Linked DNA regions of Mus musculus: region 1 is linked to region 2. Evidence: chromatin contacts called from public Hi-C data. All regions are on one chromosome and are shown on one strand. Each heading gives the region's core, a stretch centred on a gene start, on an enhancer-like site or on the middle of the called end of the contact. The rest is flanking DNA. Distances are from core to core; before and after follow the strand shown. Region 1 overlaps Ints9 (integrator complex subunit 9). Region 2 overlaps Hmbox1 (homeobox containing 1).

Region 1 (4,855 bases), core at 268-2,767, 94 kb before region 2:
TTCACAAGGAGACCCTTTATGTCCCAGCAAGGATGCACAGGACTCTTGCTGTAGTAGGGAAATGGGGAGGGCACCCTCTTTTAAGAAACCCTACTTTGGGCTGGAGAGATGGCTTAGCGGGTAAGAGCACTGACTGCTCTTCCAAAGGTCCTGCGTTCAAATCCCAGCAACCACATGGTGGCTCACAACCACCCGTAATGAGATCTGACGCCCTTTTCTGGTGTGTCTGAAAACAGCTACAGTGTACTTACATATAATAATAAATAAATCTTTGGGCTGGAGCGAGCAGAGTTGACCAGAGTGAGCAGGACAGAGGTCTTAAAAATTCAATTCCCAACAATCACATGAAGGCTCACAACCATCTGTACAGCTACAGTGTACTCACATACATAAAATAAATAAATAAATCTTAAAAAAAAAAAAAAAGAAATCCTACCTTATTCTTTGCCACCCTGAGCCACTGAGCTAAATGTGCTAATATGGAACTATGACACCCCTACTAAAAAATTTTGGGGTCAGGCTCTCTAGTCAGAGACTTCTTTAAATATATTGCAAGTCGGGCATGGTGGCGCACGCCTTTAATCCCAGCACTTGGGAGGCAGAGGCAGGTGGACTTCTGAGTTCGAGGCCAGCCTGGTCTACAAAGTGAGTTCCAGGACAGCCAGGGCTATAGAGAAACCCTGTCTCGAAAAAACCAAAAATAAATAAAATAAATATATTGCAATTTTATTTGTTAATCTTCTACTTTCTTCCATTTTTTAGCTTGATTCCATGTTATAGAACTGTTAAAATGTGCCAATCATGTTCACAGTCAAAGTAACTACACAGCTGGGTAAGATAAGAAGGGCAGAGAGTCTATAGCAAGTGTGTAAAAAAAATCTGTAATATAAATAGTAAAGGCATTTTCAGGCTGGAGGGCGACTAGGTACCACACATAGCTGAGATTGTGACACCTGGGGCTCTCACTCCTTTGGACTCTAGTCCTGTGCCTTGCACTTCCAAGAAAACAAGTCAAGATTCAAAGAGAAGTTTTTATAAAGCAATACCCCAGTCAAGAGATGCTCAGAAGGGGTAGAAATGCTCACAGTGAACAACAATGGCTGAAGGAAGTAATACAGGTCAGAGTTGGCTGGGGATTGTAGGCTGTCGGGCACCAGAGAGTGATAAATATGAAGAAGTTAGAATAGATGAGAAAAGTTCAGACCTATGCATGTGACTGTTTATGCAAAAGGGAGCAAATTACCCCATTTCTCCCTATCTCTAATTCTTAAATAATCCCCCATCCTATACATCCATTTAGTTCTCTTTTCCCCCTTCCTATTTGTCTTAGTGATACAGCCTAAGAGACAATGCTTCAGTAAGCTATCTTAGTTTGTGGAGAGGAAAAAAAAAATCAAAATCTGGTAAATGCTAAAGCTAAAACTTACGATAAAGCACACTAAAATGCACAACTGACCCTGGACTGCTCAAAGCACTGCCTGTCCCGTGAGGATGATGAGTCTTCCCAGTTCCTTTTTCCATGTGGTTTCTAAAGCAATGAAGGCATAGCGCACAGCTGGAAAGGATGCAGCCTGTGGGCTGAGGACACAATAGTAATTATGTTGGGGGCCATGTAAGATGAGCTTTAGAATTCGTGGAACACAGCCCACCAGTTAGCACAACCATGATGGGTGTGCCTTGCTCAGAGAGGCAGAGGAACTAGGACTGTGTGTCCTGTTACTTTAGCGGTCACCATGTCCATCCTAATCTATGAACTGTATAAAAACTCTGAGAGGGTTTCCAGCTCCTTCTGGGCAGTGTCACTGGCACTTACAGTAATGGTGATTGATCTATTCCATTGCTGCTGGAGCTGATGAATGATTCAACCACCACCCTCAGAAAGAATGTAGCCATGTGGATTGTTTCTATCACCCACCACCCTTAGAAAGAATTTGGAGATGTAAACTGTTAGTGAAGTCAGGTTAAGAAGTTTCTGTTCGTAGCTCTGATATAGAAAGTCTTAGGGAACAACTAACCACTTAGAAGGCACACTTCTGATTATCGAATGAGGGATGTGTTTGAGGTCAGGGAGGAAGAGCAATGGCAGCCCGACTAGCATGGCTGACCCGCTTGTCCTACTGAAGCTGTGCTGCTATCAAGATGATGATTAATTTCTTGTACCCAGTTCTGCCTTCAGCTTCCTGATAAAATTAAAAAAAAAATTGCTAACGCGTAGGTGTGCATGCTGAGGATTTAAAGTAGAAATGACTGGGTCTTTTCTTTTTTCTTTATAAAAGTTTAGATTTGTGATACTTTTAAGGTTTTTTATAAGATTACTTTTTAAGATAAATAATAAAATAATTGATCCTTTCTTTGTGACTGCAAATCGCAGCCTGCCAGTAAGAGAAAGGAGCTGAGAAAGTTACCTTGCTTGCTTACCCCTTATTAATCTATAACAAGTTGCTTAGTTATGAACATGTGTGGGCTCTTGGAAATTATTATTTTTTTATCCATTTTATTATTTGGGGGTATCAGGGAACAAGTTTTTTCTTACATATATTCATTGTAATTGTTCACTTAAAGAAAAATAGAATGTAACTACGTTGTGATTTTTGAACTGCTTGAAAGATTTTGCTGGGATATATGAGCTGTGAGAGAGAAAATAAAGTTGTTGGAGCTTTGCTTCACCCACCAGGTGTGTGTCTGTCTGTGTCTGTGTGTTCCCTCGCCCTTGTCACCGGCCCTACAGGCCCCAGAGGGAAGGGTTAGTTTTATTCCCCCTGAGAAAAGTCTGCCAACTGATCAATCACTAATGCTCCAGCCTGCCTCAATTTACCTACCAGGTCAAAGCTGGACTTTGACACAAGTGTGCTTGCTTTGAACACTGGGCGTCAGGGTTCTAGCAATTCTACAGCTACAATGCTTTTATTTCTGTGAGACAGACAGGATCTCTGAGCAAAGTCTTGCTATTTCAGCACAGAACAGAACAAAACAAAACAAAACAAAAAAACAACAAAATATTCCAAGCTGGCACCATCCCAGCATCCTACAACATACTTCTTATTTCTGTACTTCTGACTATTTCCTTTAAACATCAGCCACTTTTTGTGGTTGGTTTGTAAAGGAAGAGAAAAAGCGCAGGCATAGGGCATTTGTGTCTGTAATTCAGGCCCTCAGGAAGCTGAGGTAGAAGGACTGCTGTGAGTGAATGAAGCCAGCCTGGGCTACATAGTAAGAGCTTCCTCAAGTAAACAAACTAAGAGTGGGCAAGACAGCTTCTAGGGTAAATATACCTGCTCCCTAGTCTGAGGACTTGAGTTAGTCCCAGAGCCCAGAACCTACATCCTGGGAAGTAAACTGTGTTCAGTGGTCAGTGTCGGAGTGAATGCTCAGTGCCACTCTGTGACATACTCACAGTTAACTAGACTCAAAACGAAAAGCTCTTCACAGTGACACTTGTCACCTTGTGAAGGTTCATCTTGATCGTCAACTTCAAGGGCTTTAGAAACTGCTGGCATGTCCATAAGGGTGCTTCCAGAGAAATTTACCTGTTGTGGCAGGATTATTTCACTGCTAGTGGTCACTACTGAATAAAAAAGAGAGAGCAGCCGGGTGTGGTGGTGCACGCCTTTAATCCCAGCACTTGGGAGGCAGAGGCAGGTGGATTTCTGAGTTGGAGGCCAGCTTGGTCTACAAAGTAAGTTCCAGGACAGCCAAGGCCATACAGAGAAACCCTGTCTCGAACCCCGCCTCCCGTCCCCCCCCCCCCCAAAAGGAGAGAGCAACCAGAGGCACTGCCCTGTTTCCTGATAGTAGATACAATGTGACCTTAACAATCTTGCCATAATGACTCTACCAGCAAACCCTGACACAAAGTAAACCATTCCCTTAAACTGCTTTCATCAGGTATGTTGCCATGGCTACAAGCAAGGCAACTGGCTTTGTAGTTGGTGGCTCATCCCTTTAATCTGAGAACTGGAGAGGCAAAGGCAGGTGAGTCTCCGAATTTGAGGCCAGCCTGATCTACATTGAGAGTTCCAGGACAGCTAGGGCTACACACAGAAACCCTGTTGAAAGCAAAGCAACTACAGATCTGTTTACATTAGGATTGCAAATCTAAGGTGTGATTGTGGGTATCTGGGAACAGAGACTGTATTTGCTAGTCTCACTTGTAATCAGACATAGCCATGAAAATAAATCTCAGCCAAGGGAAACCAAAGTGGTACATGCACTTTAAGAATTCATCCACAGGAGAGGGCATGCCTTTTTTGCCTCCACCCCTTTCTTGTTGGCTAGGATAAAGATATAATGAGCAGCCAGACGTACTGGAACATGAAGATGAAGTCACATGTTGCACCATGCTGGCAGGAACCTGGACCCGCTACACCAGCCCTGAGCTATTCACCTCTGCACCTTGTTTACACAGGAGGGCTGTAAGCAACTGTTCTGTTTAAGTCACTGGAAGACTTTCTGTCACTCAGGCTCAATCTGTTAACTGAGCCAGACTTTGGGTTCTTTACACTGAGAGTCAGTCCATCAGCCTACTAGTGCTCCAGTATATCAAAGTGTTAGTCACTGGTTACAAAGGATTACAGGTGATTTCTCTTTCTTTATATTTCTCAATTATAGCCCCCAAAATAAAAACCCATTTATAGTAGTGTTTACTGATTTTATAATAGAGTTATTTTTGTTTCCAGAAAAGCTCTTAAAAATTTACACACTAGGTGTAGAGACGGTTCAGTGGTTAAGAACACTGGCTATTCCTGTATTCAGCACTGTATTCAGTTTCCAACATCCATGTGACAGCTCACAACCATCTGTACCTTCAGTTTCAGAAGATCCAATGACTTTTTCTGACCTTCATAATGACCTGGCA
Region 2 (4,470 bases), core at 1,546-4,045:
TTTAACTGGCTGTTAATATTTACTACTTTGATGATTTTGCCTACCTTTTCAGTACAGTAAATGTTAACTAAACACTTATTTGATACATTGACTACAATGTCCATGTATCACAAAGATAAGGTTTCTACTTAGACACACACACACACACACACACACACACACACACACACACACACACGGGAGTAAATCATCAGATCCTTAATGCATGCTAGACAAGTGCTGTCCCAGAGTTATGGCAGTTCCAGTCTATAATTGATTGACTTTATTCTTTAAAATACAGCTCTTGTATTAGTAATATTTTCTTTTTTAAGTCCTCTAGTTTTAACCATGTAATTTATCCTACAGAAATGCTTTCTTATATCTTGAAGGATAATGGTATAATAATGTTTATTGTATGTGACATGGTAGCATAAAGCTGTGCATAACCTGTGTCCATCAGATGGAAGCTGTTAGGTAAATTATGACTCATTTGCATTATGTGTTACTGTCAGTCCAGAAACGAATAAGGCAACTCTGTTGTAAGCAGAGTGAGTAAGAGAGTTAGCTGGAGGGTATGGATACAAAATGACTTAATTCTTTTTCTTTTTTAATTTATATGACATGCATGAGTTCTGTGTTTTAGAACATAAAGCCCAGGCCCAATTTAATAAATATACGCACCATTACAAGTTTAAAAGAGTATGTCGTAGCACGAGTCAGTCTAAATCTCAGCTCTTTATGTACTGCCTGGTACCAGAATCACTGTGGTGGTTTGCATATGTGCGGCCCAGGAAGTGGCACTATTAGAAGGTGTGGCCCTGTTTGAGTAGGTGTGTCACTGTGGGTGTGGGCTTTAAGACCCTCATCCTAGCTGCCTGGAAGTTAGTGTTCTGCTAGCAGCCTTCAGATGAAGATGTAAAACTCTCAGTTCTGCCTGCACCATGCCTGCCTGGATGCTGCCATGCTCCCACCTTGATGATCATGGACTGAACCTCTGAACCTGTAAGCCAGCCCCAATTAAATGTTGTCCTTTATGATTCTTGCCTTGGTTATCGTGACTGTTCACAGCAGTAAGACGCTAACTAAGACAGTCGCAGTAAGATTTGTGTGGTTTGGGACAGTTGATACTGGCTTGGACGGATGCTCTGTTGCTGGTTTCTTGTGTATTGTTGTAGACTGGTACAGAATGTTGCCTTAGTTGACTTTCATTATTGAGTGAATTCTATTCTCCCAACTTAAATCCCACTTAGTTGTGGTATAATTTTTTTTAATATGTGGTTGGATTCAGTTTTCTGGTAATTTATTGAGGATTTTTACATATGCATTCATATGGGATATCAGGCCACGGTCCTCTTTGCTCTCAGTACCTTCATCTGGTCTGGTTATGGGCAGCACCGCTTTCATGGCTTGAGTTGGAAATAGTTGGTAATTTAGGTTTTTTCTCCTAGACTTTTGTTCACTTCACCTTGATTACAGATTTGGTTGAGATACCACTGTTCACAAGATTTCCTCATGGCCCTTTTTATGTCTGCAGAGATGAGCCCCAGCCTCACCAGTGAGTTCTTTTTCTTTTGGCTTGTGTGTCTAGCTGAAGGCGTACTTGCACCTGCAAGCTTCTGTCAAAGCACTGCCTTGGCCTCTCCATTGTGAAAGTTTATGATATGGCTTTTTTCTTACATCTCAAAGTTATTTTATAATTTCTTCCTTGGCTCATTGGCTAGGAAAGTATTGTTTAATTTCTCTGTGTTGTTGGGTTTCCCAGGGTTTTTCTCTGCTGTTTTCTTTTTCTCATTTAACTCAGTAGCTTCTACATTTTAGGCATGCACTCCACCACTGCTGCCTCCAGATGCCACTGATCCCATAGCAACTGGAGAAATAATCTGTTTATTCCTTCTGGAAATAGTGTCACCTTTTCTGGAGAGTGTTCCATGTACACTTCTCTGTAGTTTGAGGACTGAGGGACATGTCATTCTCTAAAGTAGAGTAAATGTCACCTTGGTAAACATGAGAGTGACACGTTTTCTGCATGTGCTGGGTAGAACGTTTGCTCGGCTTTGCTTCCTGTGCATGTGTTGTTTCCTTACTGTTCTCTAACTATTTTATTTCTGGAAAGTGGGGTACCTACAAGTGGTGTGTTAGTTTTATGAGTTTCTCCCTTCAGTTCTCATTAGGTTTTTGTTGCATGGAGTTTCCCCTCCCATAATTCCTCCCATTCCCCTGGACCTTCCCTTTCCCCCAAATCCACCCGCACACCCATCTCCCTAGAAAAAAGCAAGCCTCTGAGGGACATCAGCTGAACACAGCACAACAAGATATAGTAAGACCAGGCACAAACCAAGGTGGCAAGGCAACCCAGTAGGAGAAAAAGGGTTCTACGATCAGGCAAAATAGTCAGAGCTATCCCCCACTCTCATTGTCAGGAGTCCACCCTCAAAAACACCAAGCCAACCACCATAACCTAGATGGAGAAGACTTCATGTAGACCCATGCTGGTTCCACAATTGCCAATTCTGTCTCTATGAGCCCTGCTTAGTTCATTCTTTTGGGTTATCCTCTCCTGTGCTCTTGACCCCACTGGCTCTCACTGTGACTTCCCTTAAGCTCTCACTGTGACTTCCCTTAAGCTCTAAGAGGAGTGACCTAATGAAGACCTCCAACCTGGGCTGTCTCTTCACCTAATATCTAGCTGTGAATCTCTGTGGACGGCCCTTCAGCTGATGATGAGTGGACTTGGCACCAGTCTATGAGTATAGCAGACCATCATTAGGGATCATTTCATAGACAACCCCATACCCGCACTGCATTTGGTTCTACTCAGGTCTCTGGGTTATGCAACTTTTGGTTGCTGGTTATCCAGGCAGTGTCAGGCTTGGGCTCCCTCTTGTGGCATGGGCCTCAAATTAGACCAGTCATTGGTTAGACACTCCTACATGTTCTGCTCCATCACTGCCCTAGCACATTTTGTGAACAGGACAGATTGTAGGTCGAAGGTTTTGTGGCTAGGTTGGTATCCTAGTCCCACCACTGGAAGCCTTGCCTGCTTATAAACGATGTTCAGGCTCTATGTCCTCCATTAGTAGGAGTCCTTGTCAGGGACCACCTTGTATATTACAGAGGGTTTCAATTGCACTAGGTTTCTACATTACCCTGCAAATGCCTTCCTTTTCCAGTTTTCTCTCCCATGCTCTCTTCCTTTACCCTCACACTTGATCCTTCCTATTTCCATTCTGGCTTTCCCCTAGTCCACCTGCAAAATCTATTCTATTTCCTCTTCTCAGGAGATCCATGTTTACCCCCTTGAGCCTTCCCTGTTACTTAGCCTCTCTGGGTCTGTAGATTGTAGCATGATTATCCATTATTTACCAGCTAATATCCTCTTATAAATAAGCACAAACCATGTTTGTCTTTCTGGATCTGAGTTACCTCACTCAGGATAATTTCTTCTAATTCCATCCATTTGCCTGTAAATTTCATGTTGTCATTTCTTTTTAACTGATGAGTAATATTTTTACATTTTCTTCATTAGTTCTTCAGTTTAGGGACATCTATGCTGTTTCTAATTTTTGGCTATTATAAATAAACCCACTGTGAACATAGTTGAGCAAATGTCCTTGTGGTATGATGGAGCATCCTTTGGGTAACTGCCCAAAAGTAGCATAGCTGGATCTTGAAATAGATTGATTCTCATTTTCTGGAGGAACTGGCACATTGATTTCCATAGTGGCTTTACAAATTTGCACTTCACCAGCAATGGAGGAGTGTTCCCCTTGCTCCACATCCTCACCAGCATGAGCTGTCACGTGTGTTATTGATCTTAGACATTCTGACAGGTGTAAGATGGAATCTCAAAGTAGTTTTGATTTGCATTTTCCTGATGGCTAAGGATGTTGAACATTTCTTTTAAGCAGTTTCAGCCATTCACAATTCCTTTATTGAGAATTCTTTGTTAAGTCCTGTACCCTATTTTTTAATTGGATTATTTTGTTAGTTGATGTCTAGTTCCCAGAGTTCTTTTTGGTTAGTTTTGTTTTGTTCTTCAGACAGGGTTTTTCTGTGTAGTCCTGACTATCCTGGAACTCAAGTAGCAGGCCAGGCTGGCTTCAAACTCAACTGTTTGTGCCTCCACAGTGCTAGGATAAAAAATATGTGCCACCACGGCCAGCTGAGTTATTTATAATTTTGTATATTAGCCTTCTATCAGATGTGGATGGTGAAAATCTTTTCCCTTTCTGTAGGCTGCCATTTTGCCCTATTGATGGTGTCATTTGTCTTACACAAGCTTTTCAGTTTCATGAGGTCCCATTTATTAATTGTTGATCTTCATGCCTGTTTTATTGGTGTTCTGTTTAAGAAGTTGTCTCCTGTGCCAGTGTGTTCAAAACTATTATTTCCCACTTTTCTCTTGTATTGGCTCAGTGTGTCTAGTGTTATATTGAGGTCTTTGATCCACTTGGACTTGAATTTTGAGCAGTGTGATAAATATGGTTCTAT

What was found. Hi-C and Micro-C count contacts between places; a contact is called where the count stands out from the background.
Region 1: a contact with region 2 is called in a Hi-C map of bone marrow-derived macrophages, with 33 read pairs. The contact joins two enhancer-like sites. A contact is called at or near these places in 6 of 484 Hi-C or Micro-C datasets (the C3H10T1/2 cell line, CD8 T cells, bone marrow-derived macrophages and 3 more) and 6 of 115 datasets of contacts at active chromatin or transcription factors (the HL-1 cell line, the HPC-7 cell line, T-cell acute lymphoblastic leukemia and 2 more).

Annotation. Positions count from the first base shown.
Region 1 is chr14:64,967,318-64,972,172 of GRCm38.p6, reverse strand. All of the region lies in intron 1 of Ints9 (integrator complex subunit 9), which reads right to left. Among named protein-coding and RNA genes, the nearest start is that of Ints9, 19 kb to the right of the region's middle. Within about 2 kb of position 1,517, at least 11 of the 459 cell types and tissues checked have an H3K27ac peak or open chromatin away from gene starts, as enhancers often do. A contact at or near this core is called in bone marrow-derived macrophages, where this site is marked.
Region 2 is chr14:64,874,991-64,879,460 of GRCm38.p6, reverse strand. All of the region lies in intron 4 of Hmbox1 (homeobox containing 1), which reads left to right. Among named protein-coding and RNA genes, the nearest start is that of Hmbox1, 73 kb to the left of the region's middle. Within about 2 kb of position 2,795, at least 24 of the 459 cell types and tissues checked have an H3K27ac peak or open chromatin away from gene starts, as enhancers often do. A contact at or near this core is called in bone marrow-derived macrophages, where this site is marked.